Regions from separate parts of the Sus scrofa genome. Here all the other regions are linked to region 2. A link is a contact called in public Hi-C and HiChIP or PLAC-seq data. All regions are on one chromosome and are shown on one strand. The core of a region is the stretch at or near the end of the contact, and the rest is flanking DNA. Distances in the headings are between cores, read along the strand shown.

Region 1 (2,745 bases), core at 203-2,702, 180 kb before region 2:
AGATGCTCAAATATCTCTTGATTTTCTTTTTAAATGAGGAATTTCCAATATTGGGGGGCAAGAACCAATATGAGTAAGGGCAGAAAACTTTTGAGAATCTGATGAAAAACATGACCCCTCTCTCAAATACAATCACCCTGAGTTGTAGCTGATTTTTTTCCTTTTTTTTCTTCTCTTTAGGGCCGCACCTGCCTCACAGGGAAGTTCCCACACTAGGGGGTATGATAGGAACCACAGCAACACCAGCTGCCAGCCAGGTCTGTGACCTACTGGGGCAACGCCAGGATCCTTAACCCACTGAGCAAAGCCAGGGATCAAACCCACATCCTCATAGAAACTAGTCAGGTTCTTAACCCACTGAGCCACAAGGGGAACGCCCATGGTGGACGTGATTTTGTGTGCGGTTTCAGACAATAACCAAGGCAGTGAACTCTGGCTCAAGAATCCATCCTCAAAGTCTGTGGGGGAAGAAAACCATGGCTGCGGGGCTTAATTTCAGTGGCCCTCGGAAGCTTCCTAGATTAGCTGGCTGGTCCCACAGTACTGGCTGTGTAAGCAGGGGTGCAAATATGTCTACATGCCCGTACCCTCTACAAAGCTGTGGGCCCCTCTCCAGAGCACTCTATCCGTATCTGCCTTTTGTCTACCCCAGGGCCTAGCACGATGGCCAGCACAAGGCTGACGCCAAAATTAATTAATAAACGTTCCGTGGCCTTTCTCATCATTATCACCACCACCACCACCACCCGCCGATTCCTCCGCATCCAGGCCTAGACAGCAAGTGGCTTCCGAGCCCAGACCTTCCCGGGCCCATTTTACCGCGCTGTGGGTGAAGCCCGTCTCCCCTTGGGGCACAGAGACTGCACGCCCCGGAAGGTGCCAGGGGAAAAGCCTTAGATCATGAAGCATGCCTCCCTCTGACGGCCCCAGAAACGAAAACTGCATTATCCGGCCTCGATAACGGCTCCAAATGGGGCCTCGAAAAAAGGTCCCAGCAAGGCAAAGAGTGGAGGAGGAGGGCCGGCAACAGGCGGTAGAGGCTAGCACCGCCCCGCCCCCGCCCCCGCCCCCGCCCCGCCCCCGCACCGCACAGCCTGGACCCGGAGGGCCGGGAGAGCCTGGCCGGAGCAGGGCGGGGAGAGGCAGCGGCTCTCGGCCGGATCCCGGCTCCCCATCCCGGCTCCAAGGCAGACACTGCCCCGCGGGACCCAAGGACACGCCGGCGGACTCGGTGGCCACTCACAGCTTTTGGTTGAGCCCGGCCTGGCTACTGGGCTGGAAGTCGCTGACGATGATGCCAAGCTGCCGGATGTTCTCCACGAACTTCTCCAGGTGCTCCTCCAGGTGGTCAAACTTCTCCGCCATGGCTTCGAGGCCCGAACCGCCGCGGGCGTGGTCCGGCTCCGCCGCTTCCTGCTTCCGCCCGGGGTCTCCACCACTTCCGTTTCCTCTTGGGGCAGTGGGCGGGGCCTGGTTGGCGGGGCGGGATGGGGCGGGGCCTCGGGGGCCCGGAGCCTGGAGCCTAGAGAGAGGCCTGCGTCGGGGGCGGGGCTTGAGTGCAGAGCGGGCGGAGTCCTCTTGGCCCCGCCCCAACAGCCCTAAGCGGCCGGGTGAGCTGCAAACCGCGGGTTTTGGTTCTCGGTATCCGCGTGCGGCCGCAAAGAGCCAGCCTTGAGGACCTATGAGACCTTGTTCTGCCTTCACTGGCCCAGGGCGGGTTCCCTACCCTGTGAGCCTCTGTTCTCGTCCGTAAAGTTGGGCTAAGATTGAGACCTGTTTCTTGAGATTAAAGTAGATAAATCTCAACAAACCCAGTGGGCAGCACTTGGAAAGAGTAGCTTGACTCCTTCATGAAAATGACTATTTTTACTGAATATTTAAATAACAGGTACTCATTGTAAATAAGTAAAATAATAAAGAAAATTATAACGAGGGGGAGAAGATACCTGAAATCCTGCCCCCCTGGCACGAGCCATCTTTAAGATTTCAGAATTCATCCCTTCCTGTGGTTCCTATGCACAGGTACAACTGCCTGCGGGAAAGCAGGAAAGGATTTGGCTGCTGCTGCTGCTGCTTTTCTTTTTAGAGCCCCACCCTTGGCATATGGCTAGGGGTTGAGTTGGAGCTCTAGCTGCAGGTCTATGCCACAGCCATAGCCACACCATATCCGAGCTGCATCTGTGATCTATGCTGTAATAATATCCACAGTAATGCTGGATCCTTAACACACTGACGGAGGCTGGGGACCGAACCCACATCCTCACAGGGACAACATCAGGTTCTTACCCCCTGAGACATAATGGGAGCTCCTTGATCAGCTTCTTATTCCACAACAGCAAGCTGCTATACAGGTTCCAGCAGACCCCCACCTGCTCCTCCAGGGGCTGGCCCCTCTCTCAGCCAGTCCCTGTTGGAGCCACCCAGCCTTTGCCCTAACCCTGAGAGGCAGCTCAAGCTGGGCCTCAGACCCATCCCTTTTCCAGTAGACTTACCATCCCTAAAAGAATGAATTAGCAGCCCAGGCCACACACAGTGATGTTAAGCCCAGTGCCACAATGGAGGCTTCCAGTACTAACTGCTGCCACCTCCCACCGAAGGGTCAGTCCCTCCCTGCTCCATACAATGCAGTGTCTTTGCAAATGCCCACCTACCTGAAGTTTGCATGAAGGCCCCAGTAAAGACAGTCTCCTTGTCCCTCAGTTGGGCTCCTGAAGTCAGCACTGGCTTGCCTTCTTCCTTCTGGTG
Region 2 (2,730 bases), core at 126-2,625:
AGAAGAAACAAAGTGACTTAATAAAACCTCCAAGCCCCCTCTGCAGAAGACCAAGGAAGCCTCAAATATGGAAACAAATTGCTCACACACAGCCCCCTTGAATGAACACAGAACAAGTGGACACTTGACCCAGGGAGTGGCCTGAAGGAGAGTCCCCAGCACAGAGAACTCTTGAAACTTACTTTTATTTTCTCCTGGTTACTTCTGGGCTCCTCTCCCATTACTCCTGACTTCCATGATAAACCGCCACTCAAAAGCAGACCAGGAGACAGATCTGAGCATTGCCTCCTGTCTCCTTGCTTGACTGCCCCACAAGGAGCAAAAGTCTTTTTCTGCAAAACACCGTTGCCTTGGTATCTGTTGTCTCCGCTGTGCAGTGGGCAACGAGCTCACCCCCTCAGTTACCTGACTACAAGAATTTCTTCAAGGAGAGAACGCCGAAATTCTTACTTAGTGGTAGTGGCACAAACTCTCATGTGTTTGTTCCCAACGGTGGGCATCCTCAACGCACAAGCTCCCAGGAGCCAACCCGTTCTCAGACCGCATTTTCATGCCTGGTTCTAGCCTCCCAACTTGCAACACCCCCTTGCCCTATTCCGTTGAACACGTGCTCCCTCCCCTCAGTGCTTCCAAACTCTAGAACCCACACCGCTCGCAGGCACTTTTCGGGACAGACACCCTCGTTTTTAATTTGGGCATCTTTACACCAGTTTTACACGAAATACAAGAGGCACGACCCCCTACCTTTTATAGCCAGTAATTCTTAACGTGGCCGGGAGGGGCTCCCTGAGCGCTTCCATGAACTGCTCCCACTCTCCTTCGGGCACGATCTTGAGCTCCTGATAGTAGTGCTCGAACAGCTTGTTCTCCTTGACGATCTCGGGGTACCCGCCTTCCCAGCCCTGAGGAAGGAAAGAGACGTCCACCCAGGGCCGGGGAGCCGCCCCTCGACCCCCGCAGGCCTCAGGGCCAGGGAGGCCCACCCGGGGCCCTCGCCGCCCTCACCCCAGCTCCTACCGTCTCATTGCGCTTGCCGCCGCCCTCGGCGCCGTCCTCCGCGCTCCCGGGCCGCTGCTGCTGCTGCTGCGGGAGCCGCCGGCCCCGCGACCGCCGCCCCATGGCCCACGCGGCCGCGCACGCCGCCCTCACACACCGACCCGCCAGGACCGGCCGCGAGCACTTCCGGGCTGCAGCTCGAGGACCCCGCGGGTCTGCGCCTGCGCCTCTCTGGGACGTGCAGGGCCTTCGAGAAACGAGCCAAAGTGTCGCGATCGGTGCTCCCAGAAAACAGCGGGCGAGAGGAAACGCCGACGGCCCCCAGGAGAAAAGTGGGGAAAGCGGCTCCGGAGAGGAGGCCGAAAGGCGCCTGCGCGCCGAGCGCCCTGGCTTCCCGCGCGGGCTCAGGCAGCGCTGCGGACAGCCCGAGGGCGCGCGTGCGCCTCGCGGCGATGGAGGAGGGGCAGGGCCGGAGTGGGCGGGGCCAGGGCTGCAGGCCCGCCTCCCGCCCCGCCCGCGGCACGTGCCCGGGACCCGTCTGCTCCGCTGAATCCGCGCACGTACCGCTTCGAGGCTGCCCGCGCGGGGCGGATCCCAGCCGGTGGTTTCGGCCGCGGGCGCCAACCTCGGGTAACCGCGCCTCCCGACGCCCCCTCCCCCCGCCCCCGACGCCGCGCTATATGTGGCGGGTCGCGGCCGGCGGGCCATGGAGCACGCCTGCCGTTCCCCACAATGGAACCGGCCGAGCGGTTCTTGCTGGACGCGCTCGCCTACCTGGAGGGCGCTCTGGCCTTCCTGTGCTACGTGATACTGAAGCTGGTGGGCTCGCCCTACGGGCGCTACGCATCGCCGCGCTCCGCCTTTCGGCTGCCCGCGCGGGCGGCCTGGGCAGTGCAGGAGCTACCCTCGTTGGCCCTGCCGATCCTCGCGTGCGCCGGCGCGCCGGCCGAGCGCCTCAGCCGCTGGCCCAACTGCATCCTCCTGGCCATGTTCCTCATCCACTACGCGCAAAGGTAAGGCGGGCTGCCCCGCGCCCCTCCCTGCCACCCTCGGTGCGCCGCCCGGTCCCTACCACCCCGGGGTGCCCCCACCCTGCCACCCCCAGTGCGCTGCCCCGCGCCTCTCCCTGCCACCCCCAGTGCGCTGCCCCCTCCCAGCCATCCCCGAGGCGCTGCCCCTACCCTGAGACTCCCCGGTGCGCTGCCCCATCCCTGGCACCCCCTGGCCCTGCCCTCTCCCTGCCACCCCACGCGGGTTCCTTCTGCCTGTGCCCCAGGGCCTGGTTCCCTCTCCCAGTGTGCTCATTTCTACTGTTCCACTTTGGTCCTTTTGCGCGGGTAGAGCTTTCACCAGCCAAATAAATGGTCACCCGCAACTTGAAAGCCCGGTTTCCTAAAACGCTCCCCATCTCCCCTTCCGCTGAACAGACTGCACTGGCTCGAAGGGATGCGCTTGGGACGCTCGCCTCCACCTTCCGTAGGGGCCCTCGGGGTTCTGGGAGGGAATTTCCAAGAAATAACCTTAAGCACAAAGTGACTTTCCTCTGCCTGGTTTTGCGAAGACTGTTCAGTGGCTGTGTCTAACTCTTCAGGACCTCTGATAAGTTGGGTGTCTCTCTGGCTCTTAGGCTTGGGTGTTTGCACAGCTGAACCAAATGGTTAACCAGTTTAAAATTAAAAATGTTTATTCACATTTCAGAAGGCTGCCCAGTTTTCAAAAAGGTGTTCTCTGCAC
Region 3 (2,700 bases), core at 63-2,562, 140 kb before region 2:
AAAGTGTCCAGGCTGAGGGAGGATCCCCACTCCTTCCGCGGCGGGCCCCGAGGTCACCCGCGGGTAATGGGGACTCCGGGGCCTCAGAAGCCCAGCCGCGCGCCCTGAGCATCCGCTGGCGCCAGCACTGGACGCTTTTCCCCCGCCGCGCAAGCCAATGCCCCGCGGCTGCGTCTTCCCCTTTTCGGAACTCAGGAACCCTCCGGCGTGGCGGGCTGCAGAGGAGCTGGCCCGGCCGCAGGGGTGAATTCACCCTTTAACGTCGTGATTCGAGGTTGCCGCGGGGATGCTTCCCGCGACCTCATCCCCAGGCCCTGATTCTTTGCTCTGTCTTTGGGAAAGCGCTGGTTCCCCAGACCCCGGCCCAGGGTTACAGTGTAGGACACCGGGCTCCATCGGGTGCGAGGGAATCAATAAACAGGTTGCTTTCCACTCTTCTCCGACACCCCTTCCCCTCCGGCTTTTTCTAACCAGGTTAAGTGAGATCGGAGGCCGGGCCGGGGGCTGAGCCTGGATCCCGGGCAGAAGGACCGGGAGCCATGGAGATCCTCATTAACCTGCGCACACGCGAGCCCCTTCTCACCCCACTCCCCACCCTCGCCCCACTTCTGCCGGCTCCCCCCGCCGCTACCTCGCAGCCCGGCGCCCGGCCGCCCGGGCGCGCGCCGATGTCTCCCCCCAGCGGCCGCTAGCGTGTCGCCGCGGGAGCCGGGCGGCAGGCGGGCGGGCGGGCAGGCGGCGGGGGCGGCACGGCGCAGGCAGGCCCGCGGCTCCGCCCCGCGCCCCCCCACCCCCCCCCCCCCCGCCAGCCGAGCCGCCCCCTCCGCGCCGCGCTGGGCTCAGACCGAGCAGCCGCCTCTGCAATGTCAGCAGCCGCAGCGGCGGCGGCGGCGGCGACGCGAGCGGCAGCGGCAGCGGCAGCGGCCCGGGCCCCGCAGTAGCCGCCAGCGCGGCACGGCCCGGCGGGCGCGCACGGCGCGAGCCCGCGGCCACCTCGCTGCCTCCGGGGCGCTGCGGACGGCTCTGCGCGCCCCGGCGCGGCGCTCGGACTCGAAGCTAGCCCGGCTGCGGCCGCGCACAAAGGACCGCGGACACCGGGCTCTCGGGGCTGCGTCCAGGGATCGGCCAGTGGACGGCCAGCCGCGCCGCGTCCCCTCCACGCCTCCCCTCCCGGGCGGCCGGAGCCCGAACCAGAGCGGGCCCCGTCATATGACAGCGGCGACCCAGGAGCCGGCGAGCGCGCGTGCTGCCCGCTCGGCTGCGCCACGGCCGCCGGCGCCCGGCGTGGCCCGCGCCGCGCCCCGCTGAGTGGTCGCCGGTCGCTGCCGCCCCGCGCCCCCTACCCCCACCCCGCCCCGGCTCTCGGGATCCGGGAGCAGGAGCCTAGGGGAGCTCTCCGCCGGCGCCGAGCCTAAAATGGCCACGCTGCTCCGCAAAATCGGGCTCATCCGCCTGCACAACCGGGACACCGAGGACCCCAAGCACCACCACAACCACCGCGGCGGCGGCGGCGGCGGCGGCGGCAGCAGAGCGCGTCGCTGCGCGGCAAGGGCGGCGCCAAGAGCGGCGGCCACAAGCCCCAGCAGCAGCACCCCGCCGGGGGCGCGGGCGACGCCAGCCCCGGGCCGGGCAAGGGCAAGAGCAAGCGCGCGGCGGAGCTGGCCCGCGCGACAAGCCGCCGCAGCCCGCGGCGGGGGCGGCGGGGGCGGCGGGCGCCGGGGGCCCCCGGGAGCGGGCGGCGGGCGCCAGGGCGGGGCCGGGCCCGGCGGTGGCGGCGGCGGCGGCGGCGGCGGCGGGGGGCGGCAGCCTGGTGCCCGCGGCGCGCCAGCAGCACTGCACGCAGGTGCGCAGCCGGCGGCTCATGAAGGAGCTGCAGGACATCGCGCGTCTCAGCGACCGCTTCATCTCCGTGGAGCTGGTGGACGAGAGCCTCTTCGACTGGAACGTGAAGCTGCACCAGGTGGACAAGGACTCGGTGCTGTGGCAGGACATGAAGGAGACCAACACCGAGTTCATCCTGCTCAACCTCACCTTCCCCGACAACTTCCCCTTCTCGCCGCCCTTCATGCGGGTGCTCAGCCCGCGCCTGGAGAACGGCTACGTGCTGGACGGCGGCGCCATCTGCATGGAGCTGCTCACGCCGCGCGGCTGGTCCAGCGCCTACACCGTGGAGGCCGTCATGCGCCAGTTCGCCGCCAGCCTGGTCAAGGGCCAGGTAAGCGGGCAGGGGGCTGGGGGCGCGCGCGGCGCGCGGGGCTGGGCGCGCGGGGCTGGCTGCGCTCGCCCCTGGTGCGCGCGGCGCTCCTTCCAAACCTGCCTGCGAAGGGGCGACGTTCCCGGCGCCTCCACTTGTCCTCCGGGAGCGCCTTCTTCCTTCTCCACCTCTGCATCCCGCGTGCGCTGCCCAGTCCCTGCGGGTCTCCCTCTTGCTCCCTCTCCCCATCCCTCTAGGATGTGCCCTCTCCCTCCCCGAACACCCTCCTCGCCCTTTTCTCCTCCGCTTTCTCCCCTATGCCCCCTCTCACTCTACCCCTCTACCCTCTGTGCTCAAGTCCTAACCCGCTGCCCGCCTCTCCCCCTGCCCTCCCCCCTTCGCCACCTCCCCACGTTCCTCCATCTCGGCCCCCCCCCCCGTCTCCTCTCCCCCACCCCTCCCATTTCCCTCTACCGCCCCCCCCCCGCCTTGGTTTCTCCCCACCA

The links. A called contact is a pair of places that touch in the nucleus more often than the background predicts. HiChIP or PLAC-seq counts read pairs in DNA pulled down with a chosen protein or histone mark.
Region 1: a contact with region 2 is called in an H3K27ac HiChIP or PLAC-seq map of alveolar macrophages. The contact joins the promoter of MED10 here to the promoter of NSUN2 in region 2. A contact is called at or near these places in 1 of 5 promoter capture datasets (liver), 2 of 47 Hi-C or Micro-C datasets (embryonic fibroblasts and heart right ventricle) and 1 of 2 datasets of contacts at active chromatin or transcription factors (alveolar macrophages).
Region 3: a contact with region 2 is called in a Hi-C map of skeletal muscle, with 4 times the contacts expected there. The contact joins the promoter of UBE2QL1 here to the promoter of NSUN2 in region 2. A contact is called at or near these places in 2 of 47 Hi-C or Micro-C datasets (liver and skeletal muscle).

The regions. Positions count from the first base shown.
Region 1 is chr16:75,515,699-75,518,443 of Sscrofa11.1, reverse strand. MED10 (mediator of RNA polymerase II transcription subunit 10) reads right to left here and starts at 1,452. Exons shown (of 5, transcript XM_013982820.2): 1 at 1,244-1,452. The coding sequence starts at 1,365.
Region 2 is chr16:75,334,220-75,336,949 of Sscrofa11.1, reverse strand. It overlaps NSUN2 (tRNA (cytosine(34)-C(5))-methyltransferase), which reads right to left and starts at 1,375. Exons shown (of 20, transcript XM_021077095.1): 1 at 1,018-1,375; 2 at 745-902. The coding sequence starts at 1,119. SRD5A1 (3-oxo-5-alpha-steroid 4-dehydrogenase 1) reads left to right here and starts at 1,512. Exons shown (of 5, transcript XM_003134156.6): 1 at 1,512-2,009. The coding sequence starts at 1,729.
Region 3 is chr16:75,473,118-75,475,817 of Sscrofa11.1, reverse strand. It overlaps UBE2QL1 (ubiquitin-conjugating enzyme E2Q-like protein 1), which reads left to right and starts at 1,312. Exons shown (of 4, transcript XM_021076776.1): 1 at 1,312-1,521; 2 at 1,524-1,662; 3 at 1,665-2,215. The coding sequence starts at 1,417.